3 separate regions of the Gossypium hirsutum genome follow, and regions 1 and 2 are each linked to region 3. The links are chromatin contacts, called in public Hi-C maps. All regions are on one chromosome and are shown on one strand. Each heading gives the region's core, a stretch centred on a gene start, on an enhancer-like site or on the middle of the called end of the contact. The rest is flanking DNA. Distances are from core to core; before and after follow the strand shown.

Evidence for each region. Hi-C and Micro-C count contacts between places; a contact is called where the count stands out from the background.
Region 1: a contact with region 3 is called in a Hi-C map of leaf, with 2.2 times the contacts expected there. The contact joins the promoter of LOC107950119 here to the promoter of LOC107950125 in region 3. A contact is called at or near these places in 2 of 34 Hi-C or Micro-C datasets (both in leaf).
Region 2: a Hi-C map of leaf shows a contact between it and region 3, with 2.4 times the contacts expected there. The contact joins the promoter of LOC107950120 here to the promoter of LOC107950125 in region 3. A contact is called at or near these places in 2 of 34 Hi-C or Micro-C datasets (both in leaf).

The regions. Positions count from the first base shown.
Region 1 is chrD03:36,260,582-36,264,272 of Gossypium_hirsutum_v2.1, reverse strand. LOC107950119 (60S ribosomal protein L9) reads right to left here and starts at 1,804. Exons shown (of 3, transcript XM_016884879.2): 1 at 1,315-1,804; 2 at 726-848; 3 at 388-626. The coding sequence starts at 1,689. The coding sequence ends at 540.
Region 2 is chrD03:36,242,353-36,246,040 of Gossypium_hirsutum_v2.1, reverse strand. LOC107950120 (nuclear pore complex protein NUP98A) reads right to left here and starts at 2,207. Exons shown (of 14, transcript XM_016884882.2): 1 at 2,031-2,207; 2 at 1,863-1,916; 3 at 1,465-1,527; 4 at 657-935; 5 at 1-98. The coding sequence starts at 1,483.
Region 3 is chrD03:35,954,313-35,958,033 of Gossypium_hirsutum_v2.1, reverse strand. LOC107950125 (probable F-box protein At2g36090) reads right to left here and starts at 2,002. Exons shown (of 1, transcript XM_016884899.2): 1 at 510-2,002. The coding sequence starts at 1,754. The coding sequence ends at 687.

The DNA.
Region 1 (3,691 bases), core at 555-3,054, 310 kb before region 3:
TGGGTTGGTGTGACTGCCGACGCACCGCTTCTCAACTGACCCTCCTCCAACTTTCTACAGGACACCAGTGTTACGAGTTTCAGCACTCCGCTTTGAACTGGTGACAGTGCTACCGACGTTCGTTTTTGACCCCTTATTTTATTTTGCATGCGAATGGAACTTCTTATTTGAAAACGTAAGGTTAAAATTGTCAAATTATCATATTTGAACTTTAAATATTATACGTAAGGCTTCTTAAAAAAATATTTGTTTATGGTAGCATTCTTTTTCAGAATATATCCTAAAATGCTTAAATATATCATATCTTATCTTATTTTCGATAATTTGGATGATAATCAAGTCTTTAAACCAAAGGTTTTCATGCCTTCTTAAATTGCAGCAAAAGGGTTGCCGAAAAATTGCATTCCAAGTCATTGATGAAAGGAGCTCAATGTCGCAAAACATAAAGATGAAACAAATATAAGATAACATCCTTATAATCTAAAGTCTGAAAACCAAAACAGCATTATAACACTATGAAACAAGAGATACCATACCAATCATTCTTCTTCAGCGATCCTGCCCTTCTCGCTAACATAGATACCATCAAGGAACTTTCTAATATCCTTGTTCTTCACATGGCATTTCTGTTCCAATCAAAACTCACATTCATCAACATAAATGCCAAATATCAATCATCTCCAGCTTCAATCTCAGTGTTTAAAAGGGATCGACAGAGGGCCTACCTGGTTTATCAAAGCTGCCGAGCGTGACACAAGTTCGATATCGTTACCATCCAACACGATCTCGTCTTTAACCTTCTCTGATCGAACAATGGATACCCCTTCCAACATATCCACCTTTCGCACCTGATGTTCACCGGTGCAAACGTTAACATAATGTCATTGGAATACAAGGAACTTATCAAACTCTTGAACATGTTTCATATTTGGTTACTTGAACCCTAAAACATGAACAATTTGGTTCAATATGTAAAAACAATGCCTACCCATTTCTCTACATCAGTCAATGCAACCAGAACTCCAGAAAATATAAGAATTTTACGTTTACATCAAGTCCTAGGGGTGTTGACATTAAACAAACAAAATATATGAATCAATGTATGCTCTTAATGTAGCATTTCAACAGCACCGTACGCTTGAATAGGCCAAAAAGAAAACGAAACAAAAAAAGCCCAAATATATGATAAAAACAATAATAAATGCCTTATTCAAACAAAAAAAAACAAATAAAGGGAATTAAATCAACAGTGACAATGTGATTTCGATTCAATAAGAGATTAAAAAGACGGAGAGAGAGAGAAAGAGAGAAGACCTTCTTCTCGCCAAGGAAATTACGGATCTCGATGGACTTGTTGCCGTTAGTGATGGAGGCGTTGATCGGAAAATGAGCATAAACAAACCTCATCTTGTAACGGTAACCCTTGGTGACGCCGGTGATGAGATTCTCAACGTGGCTGAGAGCAGTACGGATGGCGGCGCTAGTCTTTCTGGAGCCAAACCAAGCCTCGATCCTGAGCTTGCGCTTGCCGCTCTCCTCGTCCTTGATGAGGTGAAAATCGAGGTTGAGGTGCTTGAAGTTACGGATGAGCTTACCCCTGGGACCTTCAACCTCGATCATCTTGGCCTTCACCTTAATAGCAACCCCATCAGGGATGTCCATTGTCTCTGAAGAAAGAATGGTCTTCATTTTACTTGCCCTCTGCTTCCTTTCTCGGGGCGGCTTCGATGGAGGGACTAAGTAGAGTGTAAAAACCCTATAACTTAAAGACTGTAATGTTATATAATTTATCAGTATAAATGGTATCGTAGGATTCAGTTTTGGGCGGGCTTTAGGGTTAAGAGAAGAAAATAGAGGAGAAAAATAGATTGCTGTGAGAGTCCGGCCCAATTAAAAAGCTTATTTTTCGAGATAATAAGCAATAAATTGAATTAATGTAAACTTGTGTATTTATCAAAAGTTAATTAATTCACCTTACTTTATTGTTAGTTGCTTTTTTTTTAATCAACAAATTGTCTAAACCAAAATTTACTATTCTATTAATGTCAACAACAAATAATGACTCTTTAGGAATGTCTTCAAACACCTGCATATTTATACTCTTTTTTTGTAGCTAGTTGCTTATTTTTTAATCATATGTAATTTATTATTTCATTTTATTATATTTTTAATTGTGAATAATGACCAACCGATTGAGTCTTAACTTCATTATCATGAATATTGTTGTCAATAAAAGAAGACATGTGTTCGAGTGTACTAAAATGCATTATTCTCTTGTTTATAGATTGAGGAGGGACTATGAGTAATTTTAAGCATTATGTCAAGTAAATATAATCAGAACCTATTAAAAAAATATTAGAAATTGTGAGTAATGACCAAAATGTATAATAATTTAAGTGTGCAAGGGATAATTTGGCCCGTGCAATTCTCATGTAATTAGTAGCCTTAGAGTAGCTAAAGGCTATCTTTTCCAACCTTACCCAAGGTGTAGACGGGGGAAGGCGATAGCCCCGCCTCCACCCAAAAAATGGTAAAATTGTCTTGTAATGCCTTCAAAATTTTTAAAATTACAAATTAGTATAATGATAAATTTTCTCCTCACTTCCTCTCTCCTAAAAAAAATTATGATTTATCTTTGTCCCAAAGTAATTTTTTAGTTTTGCCCTTGATCTTACCGTTATTCACTTATTCTGAAAAAAAAAATACTCATTTTTTCAATTTTTTTATTACCTCTCCTAATTTAAGCATTAAACAACATTTCGAAGCATAAACTCCCCTTGTGGATTTCTTTTTGTCTTATAGGTTTCTTTGCACATCCAGCCTAAGATATATTATATGGCTAGCCTCTTTGTAAAGAAAATATTATTTGGCACATGCAAAGAGCCTAATAATGATTGAGTGTGTCTTAAAGTTCTATTTAAATTTATTGTGATTTGAAGCTGCAGGTGTGCAGTTGTTGTTAAGTTATAATACAATAGATATACTTGGATGAAAGTATTCTAATAATCGAATCCAAAAGAAAATAATTTACTTCAAATTTAGGTTTTGAATACTTATAATTATTAACCTAATATTGAATTCATGATTATGAACACGACCGACTTAAAGGAATTTTACTCTAATTACTAAAAAGCAAAATTGTTGAAACTACTGAACTAAAACAATCTCAATTAAAAACTTTCCTTCCAGGTGTAAAAATGTAGTGGTTGATTAGTTTAATTAGAAACTAATGATTAGGCTTAGTCAAATTGATCAGGAATTATCTATTGTTAACTTTAGATCCTCACGATCTCTCGACTCACCTCGGATTCGCATATTAGCCAATTGCTTATAGGGTCTCTCAACTCCTAGCAGTAAGCAACTTCGATTGATCTAGTATATTAAAGTCAGATTTCTCATTTGGAAGATTGACATGTTTGTCCGGTTGCATGGGTTCAACAACTTGGACAGGTTCAGTAGCTTTGGGCGATTGGGCAGCTTGAGTTGCTCGGCCACAAGGCGGTGGATGCTTCGCCTGTTAGGTTGGACGACTTCGTCAGGTTCAACACACGCTTGCATATTCCTCTTCCAACGACTTAATAATACCCATTTTTGCAGAAGTTAGATGATGCTCTCCCGAGTAATATAAATGTGGTTTATCGCGGGCCTTAAACCAATTGTAATAAGGTTAAATGGTGCAAAATTACCATTA
Region 2 (3,688 bases), core at 958-3,457, 290 kb before region 3:
TGCAGGTTGTGATTGCTGATTTGTGCTTCCAAAAGGATTTGATTGGGTGGGACTTGACCCAAAGCCAAATGCAGGCTTCTGACCAAAAACAGAAGACCCTATCCAAAACAAAGTCAAAAGACACCAAGTTACCCAAGAGCTAATGATTAAAAAGTCGACACATATAATTAAAAGCTGATTACCATAAATTAACATATGAGGAAATAGAAGTGCCCCTCATGATCACATTTAAGGGCCTAATGGAAAATGTGCTATGTTTTTTAGAAAGTCTCTTACTAATAAACACTAAAATTTTCTATCTCCATGATATTAAAGTGCAATTAATTGTAATACTGATACACATATGAATGCATTTATTTGCATAATAATTACATGATCTACAGATATTTGGTATTGGAACGCTACCATTAAAGCATCAAAAAATATGAATGATCTACACATTACTCTAAAGTCAGAAGAGAATTCATACAGGTAACTAAACAACCCTAACAAAGTAGATTAATAGTGACTCTTCCTTGAAGATATCAGTTGAATTTTAGAATTTTTATGTATGACAATCATATTATCAATATATTAACAGAACGAATATGAAATGAACCGAATGAAGGATAACTTAATCATAATAATAGAAAAGAAAAAGACATACAGACTCTTACCACCAAAAGATGATGATGAACTGCCAAAAGTGGGAGTAGATGAACCAAAAGCTGGAGATGAAGAGGCACCAAAGGTGGTTGTTGAGGAGAAGGGAGAAGAAGATTGGGCCGCACCAAACACTCCAGTAGAAGTACCTCCAAATACCGAACCCCCTGTTTGGGAACCAAAAGGGTTTGGACTACCGAAGGAAGGTTTAGGTGCAAATGGATTGCTACTTGCACTGGTCTGCCCAAAAACAGATTGGGATGCAAATGGGCTACTTGATGATTGCCCAAAAGCTGTTTAAAGAGTTTCTGACAGTTAACTTAATTGTCCAAAAAGATTCATAAGTAATAACAAATTTATTCTAAAAACCGATGAAGTGTAAAGCAGGTTAAAGGTATATATATATACACATATATATATAGCAAATAACAGAGAATGAATATTGACCGGTAACAGTTACCAAGGAACAGAACACCAACAACATACTGGTAAACACTTTTGGTGTGATGAAGTGCAGTAGTATTTTATAAATAAATAAAAAAAAAAAGGCAACAATGAAGGAAGAAGAATAAGAAGATAACAATGATCTGTGCATATCACGGATGCAACATGTAAATGCTTCTTGCATAATTAAGCTAATCTTCAATCTGAAAACCAATCAAACTCCTGAATTTCACAATGGCTTTATAAAAGTTAAAAGCACGAGCTATTACTTTTAAAAAGGAACGGAAGAAATTATGCATTCATCGAAACAACAGCTCAACATGTAAAATCAGAATATGATTTCAACGGGAAAGAGTGAAAGGTAAGAGAAAGTCTCACGATTAGTTGTACCAAACATCTTCGTCTACGTAGTTATTTACTCCACAGGTCCTTGATCTCAAACTGAGAAAAGAAAACGAAGCAGAAAGCTGATTTAAACAAACATGGAAACTAGAACCAGTAATGAATAAATAAATTCAACTAAATCCATGCTGAAACTTGAATTAATATTGCGAAAAATAAATCAAATGCGGCAAACGTGATGCCCCGAACCAAACTCGGGATCCGTTTCTTCAATCAAAAGAATCAATCATTCAGTACCGATTAAAAAGGCGTTTCAACCGTTTCATTTAATTTTATCCCTCCAATTCATTTACTTAAAACTAAATACACAGGCACATATATATAAAAATAAATAGTCAAAGATGGAAAGAGGGAAAGAGGGAAAGAAGATATACCGGGGAAAAAAAAGGTGTTCAATAGCTATTATATGTACTTTCCAATTGTGAAACCTGTTATTAAAGATGACCAAAAAAAGAAAGAACCAGCATGTATTATGAAGCAGTTTATGCAGTGGAAGTGCGAGTGAGAAAAGATGATAAATTAGGGTTTGGGAGAGGGGGAACCTTTTAGGACGGATCTGAATCGGGAGGTTTGTTTATTGCGTGGGAAAATCAGAATAGAAAGGGTGTGAAAGAAGAAGGGAGAGAAGAAGACCCACGATGGCCAAAACAACCAAACCAAGCGGAAATCATACCGGGAGCAGGAGAGAAGCTTTGTAGGATCGGGTGATCCACGTAGCATTGTTAGTTTGTTTAACCGGAAAAAGACATTATTTAGTGTCTAAATTAGTAAAAATTGAAAATTTTAATTTTCATCCAACTAAAACTCTATTTTGACATATTTATATATTTTTATTTTAATTATATACATTTTATTATTTCTATCAATTATATATTTCTATTAACTGTGTATTTATATATTTTTAATTTTTATACACAAACTCGTGTGATACGATATCTAATATTAAATTTATAAATTTTTATAATATTAATTTTTGTTTAAAGTTTTTAAAGTATTATTTGATAAATTGAAAATTTAAGTATTGAAAATTTAAATACTAAATTTAAACTATAAATTTTTTTGAAATATTACTTAAAATTAATTATGGAATATAATTAAATTATTTAATAAATATATTTTTTAAATTATAAAAAATAAAATTTTACGTTTTAGCCTTAATTTTTAAACATTTCACTTTATTCTAAACAAAAATCAAATTTTAAAGTAAAATTGTTACATAATAATATAATATTAAAATAAATAAAATAAAATAGAATTAATTGAAAATATTCTCCATTAAGTTTTAAATAGTTCTTATTTACTTATTATTTATCACACTTTTTTATGTAAAAATTCTATCAGATTTTATTTTGAATTATCATACATCATAAAATATTAAATTTCAATTGATTTAATTTTTTTCAATAATCTATCAAATAAGGTCTAATTTAGAATTAGTTATATTAATGTTATTTAATTTTAAAATATTTAATATTAAATAATATAAAAATTCATCTTGAATATTAATATTAATATATTATAATTTAAATAATATTATTAATAATTTCTTACAAGTTATTCATTTTATGTATATGGATAAATTAATTTATTTTAATGTTAAAATTGTTAAAACTATAATTTTGTATTTATGTTTGCTCTACTTTAATTTGTAATTAACTCTTATTATATTTGAAAAATATAAATTTTATTTGATAAATTTTATTAATATGTATTTTTTAAAACTATATTTTAAGGTTAACAATTTAACATTCATTAAATTTAATATTATAAAACTTAAAATTAATTCAATTAAGTAAAATCTTAAAATAAAGTGATAATTTATTTAAAATCAACTTTATATTTAACATATAAAAAATTAGAAACAAAAAATTTAAATAAAATGCATGAATAACTTAAAAGATTAAAAGACAAAGGAATAAAAAAATAGTTTATCCAATTTGTAAATAAGTGTTTCAAATGGAGAATACTATGTGTTAAAAAAAATTGTAATGTGAAAATCACTATGTATTTTCTTTTTGTAACCTCATATTGCTATGTGTGTATATATATATGATTAGATAATTTTTTAATTTAAATTAAAAAAATCATATTAATCTCTCGATTTAGTATTTTTTATACATGACATTTTGAAATTATAATGTGTTATCATTTAGTTTTTTTTAAATTATAATTTTTAAATGATGTAACACAATATTAAAAT
Region 3 (3,721 bases), core at 753-3,252:
ATTTTTAATAATTTTTTTACAAATATTAATTTCTTTTTGAAATTTTTTATAATATTTTATAATTTACACTTTTTAACAATTTTTCATATATACTTTTTATTTTTATAGATTTCTTAAACTTTTAATACATTTAATATTAATTCTTTTATATTTTTTGAAATTTATATAGTTTTTAGGATATTGAATTTTTTAATTTTTGAAAATAACTTCCATGTCTAACATATTTATTTTTTTAAAAACGCCACATCTAACATTTTTAGGTTACTATTAGTATAGTATAGATGTATAAATATAATATAGATATATTCTTAAAACTAAAAATAAAGCTCACTATTTAAAACCCATTGAGCCTGAAATTAAATTTATCAGCCCATTACGAAGAATGAGCCTCCCATTAAACCCAACTTAAAATGGATACCCTCTTCTCCAATAAGTATGCCGTACCCAATTCAATCCTATGTATGTGCCCAAATCCTTAGGCTGGATCAAACCCATCAACATCATTTAACTTGGGAAACTCTCAAATTTCCATTTTGATTTGTCAAAGGTTGTGGATTGCAACATCATAACAGTCTGTAATTGATGAAAGAAGTTAAAACACAGTTTAACATGAATAATTATTTGTCATAGAAACACAGTGCTTTGCAATGGTTACTTAAGTTGTCATTGGACCATAATAATTGACTTTAAATGGGTAAAATTCGGTACCCTAAAATTAAGAGGATTACTACTTCAAAAGATATACAAAGCCAATCAGCCAAGGTTTCTTCGAGCTTCTTTTTCCTTATAATCTCTTGCTTTCGTCCCTCAAATTGTATGTAACCCTTTTCAACAGCATGACGATTATTACTTCGTGAGCAATATAGAGCTTGGTTCAAGATGATTAAACTCTTGCCACCATTTACATATGCTCCACTAGTGTCCTCAATGTGCATACTTACCTCTTTCCATCTCAAATACCCTCGTTTTTCCTCTATGTTGCATCTTGCCACTATAAGACACTTGGCCAAGTTGTGAGGCAGTTGTAGGCTCTCTTGGACTGGGATAATGCACCCAAAATGTAGAATATAGTCACCATTAGAAGCCCATATTTTCTTCACCGACAATGGCTTCCAGCTTGATAGATTTCCAGCTTTTCCTCTCTTCTTGTCTAATAACACCCAACTTAATCGAATCCCTTCTTTTAGTTCATTGCAACGATCATCTGCTTTTCCCACAAGTGATACGAAGTCATGTCCATCGTCACCATCTTCAATATCTTCATCATTAATATCTGAAGGTACCACTTTGAATGGACAGTTCAATACCCAACTCATAAGACCAGTTGTTGTGTCATCATCTTGGCCGAAATCGGTTTCCATAGGTATGCCATCTAAGACACTGGAAGTAATACATTTTTCTCTATAATAAACATCTATAAACAAAGCAAAATTAGACGGAGAAATAAGGGTTGGTTGTATAGGAAAGTAATTGTTGGCATCTTTGTGATCATTCGAAATAAGAGGATAAGAATCAGCATAGAATCTGCGAAAACCATCCGTTGATGATGAAATAAGGTGTTGGGCTTCGTCGAGTGCAGTGGAAGGCCATGTGGAATTACACAATTGCTTCCATAACCTTTGGTTTCGAGCTATGCCTCGAAGGTCAGAACATGTGCAGGCAGCTGAGGCCAGGGTTGAACCATCTAGTCGAGCCATGATATCAGCTAGGATATCCCTGCTTAAGCACTTCAAATCACATTGCAAATGCTCCATTTTTTATTTTTATTTTTTGCCTACTATGGATACGCTCCCACTTGTTTATATAACAGTGATTTGACCCATCTATCCGTCCATAGAAATTGATGTATGACCATGAAACACACCATTGACCAACGTGATTCAAGTCAGTAGGCGCGTTTTACAGGGTTTAAATTTCTTCCATAAATCCGTGGGACAATCCACAATTAGGCCAAAGATAGTGAACCTCCAACTGCAGGGTTGGCTTGCCAACTTTGAAACTTTGCCAACTTCAAACAGCCAAATTCTTTAAATGGAAAACACCATTAGGTTCGTCCAAGCTATTAAGTTGTAACCTCTATACTAGACTGCCTAAGCCCGTAATTAAGTGATGGCTTTGTGAAGTTGAAAAGTCATTATCATATTAAATGAAAGATAATTGAGAGGTTCATCTTTGCTATTATTCATATTATTCCCTAATCACCCATCAATCAATTCAGTTCCAAAAAAAAAAAATCCATCTTAAATTTTTATTAGTATTGGATGCACCTTTAGTATATAAATTTATAATTAATAATTTTCTTTAACAGGTAATTAAATTTTTAACAAGTGTCATAACATTCACTAATTATATAAAAATTTATATGCTAGTTAACAAAAACAAATCAACTTTTAACTTAATTTGATTGATTCATTCTTAAGATATCATCAAATAATTAAATAGTCTTAATAATTTATATTATTAGGGTTGAGAGAATGGGATCAAAATGTTGGTTGCATAGAACTTCATGTATATGCTAGTTCATGGGGAATGGTTGTTACGGACGAAAAAGGAAAGCTGCCCAACATTTTGGCACTATTGTGAAAGAAATGGAAGCTCTTTATTGTGGACGAATTTCATTAAATAGAAGCAAAACTGCAATTAACCAGTTTAATTGATTCAAAGCTAAAGGCTTCTATATATTTAGGTACAATAGTTGCCCATAAACATTAAGGAAACCAAAATACGTGAAATCCAAGGCAAAAGTTCTTTGAATTTGCCGTCAAGAGGCAATGCATTAGTTTCAAGTAGGTTGGACATGGACCCTAATATTCTGTTAGACACAGTTCTCCTCCTTTATTAAAAATGGTCAAGAATTTGAAGGAATTCCCTACTATAATATGTTGGTGCAAAATTGTTTGTTGGTAATCTTGATTTGTTTATACTAAGATTGATTTTTATTCTAAGTTCAAGATTTATGGAATTTTTACTATCCTTTATTAAGAGGATATTAATGGACAAGATTGACAAATTGATATCAAGCAATATGATATGGTTTTAAAGCTATCTTATTCTCATTTCAAGGATATCTTATCACTATGATAGCGCTTGAAGTATTTTAATGGAAGCTTCATCCTCCATTGTGGAGGAAATAATAAAACACTACATAGTTCATCTTGGGAATCCATTTCACTGGTGTAAATATAAAGAAAACTATCCATCGATTGAGAGTGATTTTACCAACTTCAATAGGAGAGGTCGAGTGTTGAGACAATTTACATTAAGTGTAGGAGACAAAGGTTGCTGTTAGGATCGTCCCGAATAAGCAACGAACAAGTAAAAATAGTAGAAGAAATTGAGAAGATGAACACACAAATTTAACGTGGAAAAACCCCTCAAAAGAGGATAAAAAACCATGGGCAAAGATAATTTTACTATAATGGCAAAAGAATGAAGAGTACAAAAGATGGAGATAAAAACTAAACCCCGAAAACCCGAAAAACAAAGAACCCTCAAACTTAAACACAAAATTCTCTGAATGTGTTATGAGTTCTAATCTAATGGGTGTCTCTTAATTCTAAGATTGTAAAGGAGCCTATTTATAGGCTAAATTAGTAAGTCAAATAAACTATACTAATAAATGCTAAATATATTATACTAATAAATACTAAATCTTCTAGAAAGAAAATATATTTTTGTTTAACTTGACTTGCAAGCAATCTTTTAGAATTTGGGTCACACA